Linked DNA regions of Triticum aestivum: region 1 is linked to region 2. A link is a contact called in public Hi-C data. All regions are on one chromosome and are shown on one strand. Each heading gives the region's core, a stretch centred on a gene start, on an enhancer-like site or on the middle of the called end of the contact. The rest is flanking DNA. Distances are from core to core; before and after follow the strand shown. Region 1 holds the start of LOC123132344 (T-complex protein 1 subunit eta). Region 2 holds the start of LOC123132342 (EH domain-containing protein 1).

Region 1 (4,123 bases), core at 193-2,692, 190 kb before region 2:
TGATGTTACTAAAACGTCCCAACAAGAAAATAAAGGCTAAAACTAATAGGTCACTCAGATAGTGCTGTGGTAGAAATTAAGACCAGCGGTAAAAAGCAACTGCTGCGGTTCATGACACTTTCACTTCTTACTACCAAGTAATTAACCACCAATTCTAAAAAATGCACTCATTGCAAGAAAGGCATAACCTGAAAACTGGAAATAGATTCGCTGGTAGGAAAGTCAGAAAGCAATTCCTTGTAGTTCACAGCTAATTTCTAGTTAACAGGGAAGCAATTGAACATCAGAGAAGATAAAATCAAAACAAACAAGTACACAGATTGCAATATAAAGTACATCCATGCAAATATACAACATGAGAAATGTTGATCGAACCAAAGCTAAAAATAACCCTTTGTGTGGACAAATTTTGAGTTCAAACAGCAGATATCAGTATGTCACCCAGTGGCGGCATCAGATGCCCATAATCAATAGTTTGAGCTGGGTATTTCACATCTTCCAGGTGGATATCAGGGTTCATCCGTGGGATAACTGTGAGCTGAATGACGGGGGATAATAGTTTTAGTCGGTCCCCAGATCAAAGAGGAGACCATTGCATTTTAACGAATTTACTCTAGTCGGATTAATAACACTGGCAATGCTGCAAAGGATTTATTTAGAGTTCCATTTGCAAACAAGAAAACACGCTTTGGTACAATAACAAGATCAAACTACAGTCTACAGAGCAGCCGTATGCACGTAATAGACTCGATTTATCTAAGGCACGAACAGCGTTAAGCCCCAATGCACCAGAAATGCATCAAGGAGAGGACACTGAGGGCGTTATTTCTGTGACAACAACAGCGAGTAACAACAGTACAGCAGGCAGACGGATGGATACCTCGGAGTCCTGAGACTTGGCGATGTCGACGAGGATCTTGGCGGCGGGGTGCACGATGTCGAGGAGGCGCATGATGGTGGCGCCGTCGTTGGAGATGGTGGTGCCCTTGTCGTCGTGGATGAGCTTGTCCATCCCGCGGGGGCCCAGGGTGGTCCGCACCGTGTCGGCCACCGCCGTGCACGCGCTGATGTTGCTGACCACCTGCGCGCGGCCCTGCGACGTGTCCGTCCCCTCCTTGAGCAGGATGATCTGCGGTTGCTGCGGAAAACGGAAACCCCACGGGAACGGGTCAGAGCCATGGATCGATCCCAAGCTTGCTTGCTTGCGAGAGAGGGGGAGGCGGCGGCGCGGCGCGGCGCGGATGGATCAGGGTTCCGCGGGGGAGGAGCTTACCATCATCGACGACATGGCTGGTGGCTGCGCGGAGGCGGAGCTAGGGTTTGGAGTGGGGCGAGAGATCTGGGCGGCGCGAGAAGAAAGAGGCCGAGAGGGAAGTGGGGAGGAGGGAAAAGGGTTTTGCGGTTTAGGTTGCGAGGTCCGTCTGAAAGCCCACGAAGCAAACACAGCCGAGCCTTCTAGTACTCGCTCCTGCCCTGATGTGAGCCCTTGATTTTACTGCTTTCAGCGGCTTCGATGAGGCCACGTCATTTCGTATGACAACTTTCGCTGTGTCATTTTTCATGCTACATAAAGTGGACAGTGGTATCCTCAACCCACCAGGGTTTAAATCCTGGTACTCGCATTATTCCTGAATTTATTTCAGGATTTCCGGTGATGCGCTTTCAGTGGGAGGAGACGTTTCCGTCGACGACGAGGCGCCTACGGTGACTTCGTAAATCTCAAGATAATATGCCGACTCGGTTTCTCGGAGGTGCTCATAAGGGTAGGGTGTGCGTGTGTGCGTTCATAGGGGTGAGTGCATGTGCGTGTATATGAGCGCTTGTGTCTGTACTGATGCTCAAAAAAAATGCTCTAGTCACAAAAACAATACAGTAATTTAGCATTTTGAATAAGATGTGCAGCATGCATTTTCAATATTTTTTGGTAGTGATAATTTTCTGAATCATTTATCTCCATTGAAACTTGTCACAAACAGGCACACGTACTATTCCTTTGACAGGTATACGGGTTTTTTTCTCCAACCTATATGTAAGGGCTTTCTAATTAAGAGAATATCACATGGAAATCAAGTTTCGGTGAAAAATCGATGAAAATCATGTGAAAACGATGTTTTAAGGTTAAAAAAAACTCAAAGGTATACAGGATGTTAAGAGTGATATGTTCTATTAGCATCTGGAATTTTGAAGATCAGACGCATTACCACTTACGAGCTATGAAAAGAACAAATTCTGCAATGAATAGTGACTGGTGATGTGTTTGAACTTGAAATTTCGCATGGCAATAGAACATCACCCTCTTAACATCCTGTTTTTTAGATTTTTTTTCTATAAACTTTCAAGTTGGGGCAATTCCATTTCTCCCCCTAACTTGAGCCACCACCTGGCATTTGCCCCTAATTTTCTGGTATGCTCAAAAACACCCCTCTTCCGTCTGTGTCCCTTACATAAATCCCCCTCCGGGTCCTCCGTCAGGTCAATGAGGTTTGACTGGTATATGGGCGTCTTTTGGACATTTTAGCCCCTGGTTCTTACATGTGGGCCCAGTGACTTATCCCCGCACTCTGTTTCTTCCACCTCTTAGAAGCGCCAGGAACAGGGTGGAAGGCAATTCACTGGCGGCGCACTTGGAGCTCGGGGAGTGAGGCCACGCTCTGGAGCTCATGGATGTGCACCTCTGGCATGTCGTGCGCGAGCTCATCTGTCGCTGTAGAGGTAAGTTCTTTCATGGATTTGTCCCTTGTGGATTTCTCATTAGGGTTCCGCGAGCTCAAGCTGGGGATTTGCCTGTTGTTAGGTCGACGGGGGCGGTACAGTGCAGTTCCCGTCCGAGTTCGACATGCCGGATCCGAGTTACTGTGACCTTGAGGATCTTTCCAAGCATCGGTGCCCCGGGCACGGGCTCGTTCCCACTCGCCATGTCACCTGGGGAGGAGCAAGCACAGGGAGACGTTTTCTTGGATGCCAGTTAGATGTAATTTGTCTGATGTCTCTGCTTTGCTTCAATTTGGTGCAGAGATTTAATTTTGATGGTTTTTGATGTTGTAGCTTCCTGAACAATGTGAATGGGTTGTTTGGGTTGACCCTCCTCCTTCAGATCTTGTTGGGCGTGCATTTGAGTCACTTATTGATGGTCTAGAAGCAAGTTGGCTCAGATCTCATCGTTTAGAGAAGAGGGTGACACAGCTCAAAGAGAAGAAGAAGAAGAAGAAGCTAAAGTCAGAGTTGAAGAAGATGCATGACCATATTGAAACATGGGCATTTATGACGATAATTGTGGGCATTTGCCTTCTTTCCTATTTGTTTGGTTCAAAGAATGCATATTAGTCAGTGAGATTGTAATGAATTTAGCTTGATGTTGTGAACTTAATGCTTTGAATTTAGCTTGATGTTGTGAACTATATGTTGTGGGCATCAATTTGATCTTGTGATTTTGTGATGTTGTGAACAAAATCTTGTGCATGTTATAATGAATTTAGCTTGATGTTGCGAAATAAATGCTTCAAATTTAGCTTGTTGATGTGAACTATATCTTGTGGGCATTAGTTTGATCTTGTGGGCATCAATGTGATGATATGAACAATCAATGGTGAATAACAAATCCCAATAAGCAATGATCAACAACAACAAGATAATAAGCATGTTCCAGGGCCAACAACAACATTACCGAGTAGTAGAGTACATACAACAAGATATTAAGCATGTTCCAGGACCAACAACAACATTACTAAGTAGTACAATACAAAAAACAATATACTAAGCATGTTTCGGGACCAACAAGAACATTACATGCAGGTTCCGGTAAGGAATGCTCACCGTTTTCACAACAAGTTCCCCCTCTTGCTCCTAGTGTTGCATGCAGGATTGGAAGATAGCTTGGACTTGCTCCTAGAGCTCCTAGCTCCATCTGCCACCTTAGGAGAGGAAGACCTGCTAATATGGTTGCTTCCAGTTACAGAACCACCAGTTGAGAGTGTATCACCTTTCGCCTTCCTCGGTGATGCACCTCTATCTGCTATCCTTTTGTAATTTTACCTTGGCTGAAAAGGAACAAGAAAAGATTGCAGGCATCGGGATGAATAACCAATCCCTTCGGGTGCCCTATTAGTTCTTTCAAGTTCTGGAA
Region 2 (4,223 bases), core at 801-3,300:
GGGTTCTAACTCCGTCATGTTCATGGATATGTAAAACTTCATTAAAGTCACCTATTACCGACCATGGCCTATTCCGTATTTCAGCTATCCCCCGTAGGGTATTCCACGTATGATATCTTTCCGGTACTTGAGCTTCACCATACACAAAGGTCACCCTGACCTGCAAATCCGCCAAACCATCAACAAGAGTATCAATATGGTACTTCAAGTAACCAGTAATTTCAACTTTTATTTCATCATTCCAGAAAATTCCAAGACCACCACTTCGTCCAGAACTACTAACAACAAAACTTTTATTGTAACCTAAAGTGTCCGCTAAGTTTTCAACTCTTGATCCCTCTATTTGTGTTTCTACACTACATAGGATAGAGGGGGCAAATTGCCTCGCTAATTCGCGAAGCTCACGAACTGTTGTGGCTTTGCCAATTCCGCGGCAGTTCCAACTTAGCAGACTCATTGCGCTGGGCGCGACCCCACTGGGAGGCCCGCCAATCACGCATCGGTGGTTTTGTCGAGGGCTAGAGCCTTACTCGCAGCAACCTCACTGGTAGATGTACTAGGCTTGTTCCTCTTCGGTTCCTGCTTGGACGAGGGACTGGCTGGAACAGTTGGTGCAGGGAGCGAGAGCATCGTTTTAGCCAGTACCGCTTGGCTTGGGGAATGTTGATCAACCATAAGAGCAGCCCAGAAGCTACCCTTTTCCTATTCTTATCTTCCTCCTCCATAGCAACATCTTTCTCTGAATCATACTCTGAGCTTTCACGATCCTGGTTGTACATGGGATTATTTTGCATGGTCGAGCGACCTCCACCTCTACCAGTGCGGCCTCTGCCACGGCCTCCCCTAGATCCACTGCCTTCTCCCGGTCCATTGCCCGGTCCCCTGAACCAGCTCGCCTTGAGATCCTTGAACACCAACGCCTTCGCAGGGTGAATCCCGTCACCACATTCCTTAAACAGATGCCCCAAATTGCCGCACACAACACATCAATCAGGCAATCTCTCATAGTTTACCCTGAAGATGACTCGCTCTAGGGAGTCCTTCTTTCTGATCACAAGTGAAACAACGTTTTTGAGGGGCTTCGTGACGTCAATTCTCACCCGGACACGCACGAAGTTACCTTCAAAGTCGTGCAATTTAGGTTCAGTAAATATGAATTCGCCCACTGTCGATGAAAGAGCCTTTACTTTGGGGAAGTATCCGTCTGGTAGGACGTGGATCTGGATCCATATGTCAATTTGTTCAGTTCAATCAATGAAGGCTTCGTGAACCCATCATACGGTGCAAGGACCACCGCCTTTCCCTTAAAATTCCACGGTCCTTCTTCCATCACTCTTTCCCAATCACCCAGACAAGAGAATTGCAATGTATAGAGATTACCCTCAAGCGGCCTGATCTGCACCTCTTGCGCCAGATCCCAGGCCACCCTCGTGTTCTCATAGAACCAATATTGGTTGTAGGATTTGTCGGAGTGTACCGTGGCGATCGCCATCCAGCGGGTCACCTCCGCCGGCAGCTCGCCTTACTCCACCACCACATCCTGCAGTTCATCCTCCTTAAGCCCAAGCTCCGCCATCATTGCTTCGAGATCGGATTTGGCTGTTCCCGAACTTGACGCAGAAGAACCCATGATGCCCTAGCCCGAGGTTGTTTAGATCCGCGGGCGGTATGAACCCTAGCGCCGTCGCCAATCCCCCGTCGACTCCGAGGCCCCAAGACACCAAAGATCACCGGAGGGGGTAGAACGGTAGGGGAGAGAAGTCTCTACGGGAGGCCAGCCGCCATCGCCGAGAGTAGGAAAAACCCTAACGAGAGGGGAGACGTTTCTTGATTGTTTTCATTCAGCCCAGATGAAAAGAAAAAACAACCCACAACTGACCTAACAGGCCTTCTAGTCTAGTCATATGGGCCGAACACCGTTTCATTCCAAACAATAATTCCGAGCACCGGTCCAGCCCTAAAATAAAGGGGAGCGTCCAGCCCCATTAAAGAAACTGAAAAAAATCGCCGGGGCGCGTGCTCGGTAGGGCAGGGTGGGGGGTCCCCGATTTCAAATGCCTCCCCATTCCACGCCCAAAAGGGGGAGAAGAGACGAGCACCCGCACCCCGTGAGGTTTCCGTTTGTCCACTCCTGCTGCCGCTGCTGCTCGCGCCCGCCGCCACCGCCGCCGCCGCCGACTCGAGGAGGGAGGCCGTGGATGGAGATCGCGCGGTCCGCCGCCGCCGTGGGCTGCTCCAAGGAGCACCAGAGGATCTACGCCGACTGGTTCGCCATCGCCGACCCAGGTGCGTGTTCTCGCAACCTTCGCCGTTCCCACCACCAGCGCCCCCAAATCGAAGGATTGGGAGGGGATGGCCGACGCTTTGCTGATTCTCCGGTGGCCGCGTCCCCGGCTGTCCCTGCAGATGGAGACGGGCGCGTCACGGGCGCCGACGCCACCAAGTTCTTCGCCATGTCCGGCCTCTCCCGCGCCGACCTCAAGCAGGTGAGTGAACCGGCCGCCGATACCCCGAGTTTTGCCGCTGGTGGATGGGAGTCTAACTAGTCCGTTGTCGGCCGATTCAAGGTCTGGGCGATTGCTGACTCCAAGCGTCAGGGGTACCTCGGCTTCGGCGAGTTCGCGGCTGCGATGCAGGTTTGCCCACTTTTGCCCTCACCGTTTAGGCGCGTCTGTGCTGCTGGTAGTAGGAGATGTGAGATGTGACTGTGCGGTGTTGACGGTTTCGTCTGTTGCAATCTGCAGCTCGTTTCTCTCGCTCAAGCGGGCAATGAGATCACCCAGGACAGTCTCAAGCGTGAAGGTTGGTGACACCTTGTTATGATGTGGGCTGTGAACTGCGCCTCATCTGTTTTTATTTCCGCTGAGTTCAGCTGTGTGTGATGTTTGAGCTGGATGGCTTGTGGCTGTGTTTGCAGATCTGAGTAGCTTCGATCCTCCTGTGATGAAAGGTCTTGATGAACTGCTTGCTGTAAGTTTACAAAATGTATAGATTACCCTGTGGCATTCAAGTAAATTTACCGCCTCTCACACTAACATGGTATTTTGTAATGGGTATTTCTTTTTTAGAGATCAATGGCTATTGTGAATGTAGTTCGCCCACAAGAAAATGGTAATCAGTCTGCCCCCTTTTCCCACGGTAAATCATGATAATAAAGTCCTCTATGATGCTAATCATTTCTGTTCTGTTCAGGCACCCCTCAGGTGCAAGCACCTTCTACAAACAGCTGGTTCAGTTCCAAATCAGCAAAGAAGGTACTCTACTTATGTGCAATCTTTCCATTTTCAGTAACTTTGTCATTGCAGCACATATTATTTTTCTCTCTTTGTTGTTAACTAAACCACTGTAACTTATTGAATCATCGAAGCTGTCTTTGCCAATTAGAGCATGTATTCACAGCAGTCTCTTTCTTTGGTGCTTTGTAGATTCAAACGCCTCTGACTGCTGTTACTTCTGTAATTGATGGCTTGAAAAGACTCTACATCGAAAAACTGAAGCCTTTAGAAGTTGCATACCGGTTCAATGATTTTGCCTCCCCATTGCTGGTATAGACTTCTGTTTAAACCATTGTTTTCCTATGATTTACAGATCACAATGTTCTCAACCTCATCTTCTTTCATCCTGATTGTGTTATTGAGTCATTACTTTCATGTCATTGCATTTATTCTTCCATATTTCAGACGAACAGTGACTTCGATGCGAAGCCAATGGTTATGCTCTTGGGTCAATATTCTACAGGGAAAACAACATTCATTAAGCACCTGTTGAAATCAAACTTCCCAGGTTTGGGGCTTTATTTAATACAGAAAACCTGAGTTTCATTTTTAGCCACACCATCTACTTTGGTGGTACGTTTCTCTATAACATCAGACTGCAACTTTAATTGGCCTTTCGAAATGCAGGAGCTCATATCGGACCAGAGCCCACTACTGACAGATTTGTGGTTGTGATGGTAAGTGTTGCATGAATATTTATGTACATGCAGCAAGGATAAGAGATTTTTCAGATGATTACTGCTTGAGCATATTTACTCGGAATGCTTGCTTTTCAGTGTTAACTGAATTGTTTATGTTGATTGGAAAACATCAGCTCTTTCTTTTGTAAGAAACAAAGATGGCATACAGATATGGACCAATGACAGTAGAGTCTGTTCTGCCCAGCTTCATCAATTTTGTAGCATGATGTGAGGATTTAATACTCCCTCCGTCCCATAATATAAGAGC

What was found. A called contact is a pair of places that touch in the nucleus more often than the background predicts.
Region 1: a Hi-C map of leaf shows a contact between it and region 2, with 4 times the contacts expected there. The contact joins the promoter of LOC123132344 here to the promoter of LOC123132342 in region 2. A contact is called at or near these places in 3 of 5 Hi-C or Micro-C datasets (all in leaf).

Annotation. Positions count from the first base shown.
Region 1 is chr6A:106,828,923-106,833,045 of IWGSC CS RefSeq v2.1, reverse strand. It overlaps LOC123132344 (T-complex protein 1 subunit eta), which reads right to left and starts at 1,442. Exons shown (of 14, transcript XM_044552119.1): 1 at 1,274-1,442; 2 at 881-1,138. The coding sequence starts at 1,288.
Region 2 is chr6A:106,640,806-106,645,028 of IWGSC CS RefSeq v2.1, reverse strand. It overlaps LOC123132342 (EH domain-containing protein 1), which reads left to right and starts at 2,050. Exons shown (of 16, transcript XM_044552117.1): 1 at 2,050-2,286; 2 at 2,407-2,486; 3 at 2,568-2,636; 4 at 2,745-2,802; 5 at 2,918-2,970; 6 at 3,069-3,111; 7 at 3,193-3,254; 8 at 3,426-3,545; 9 at 3,681-3,783; 10 at 3,903-3,952. The coding sequence starts at 2,055.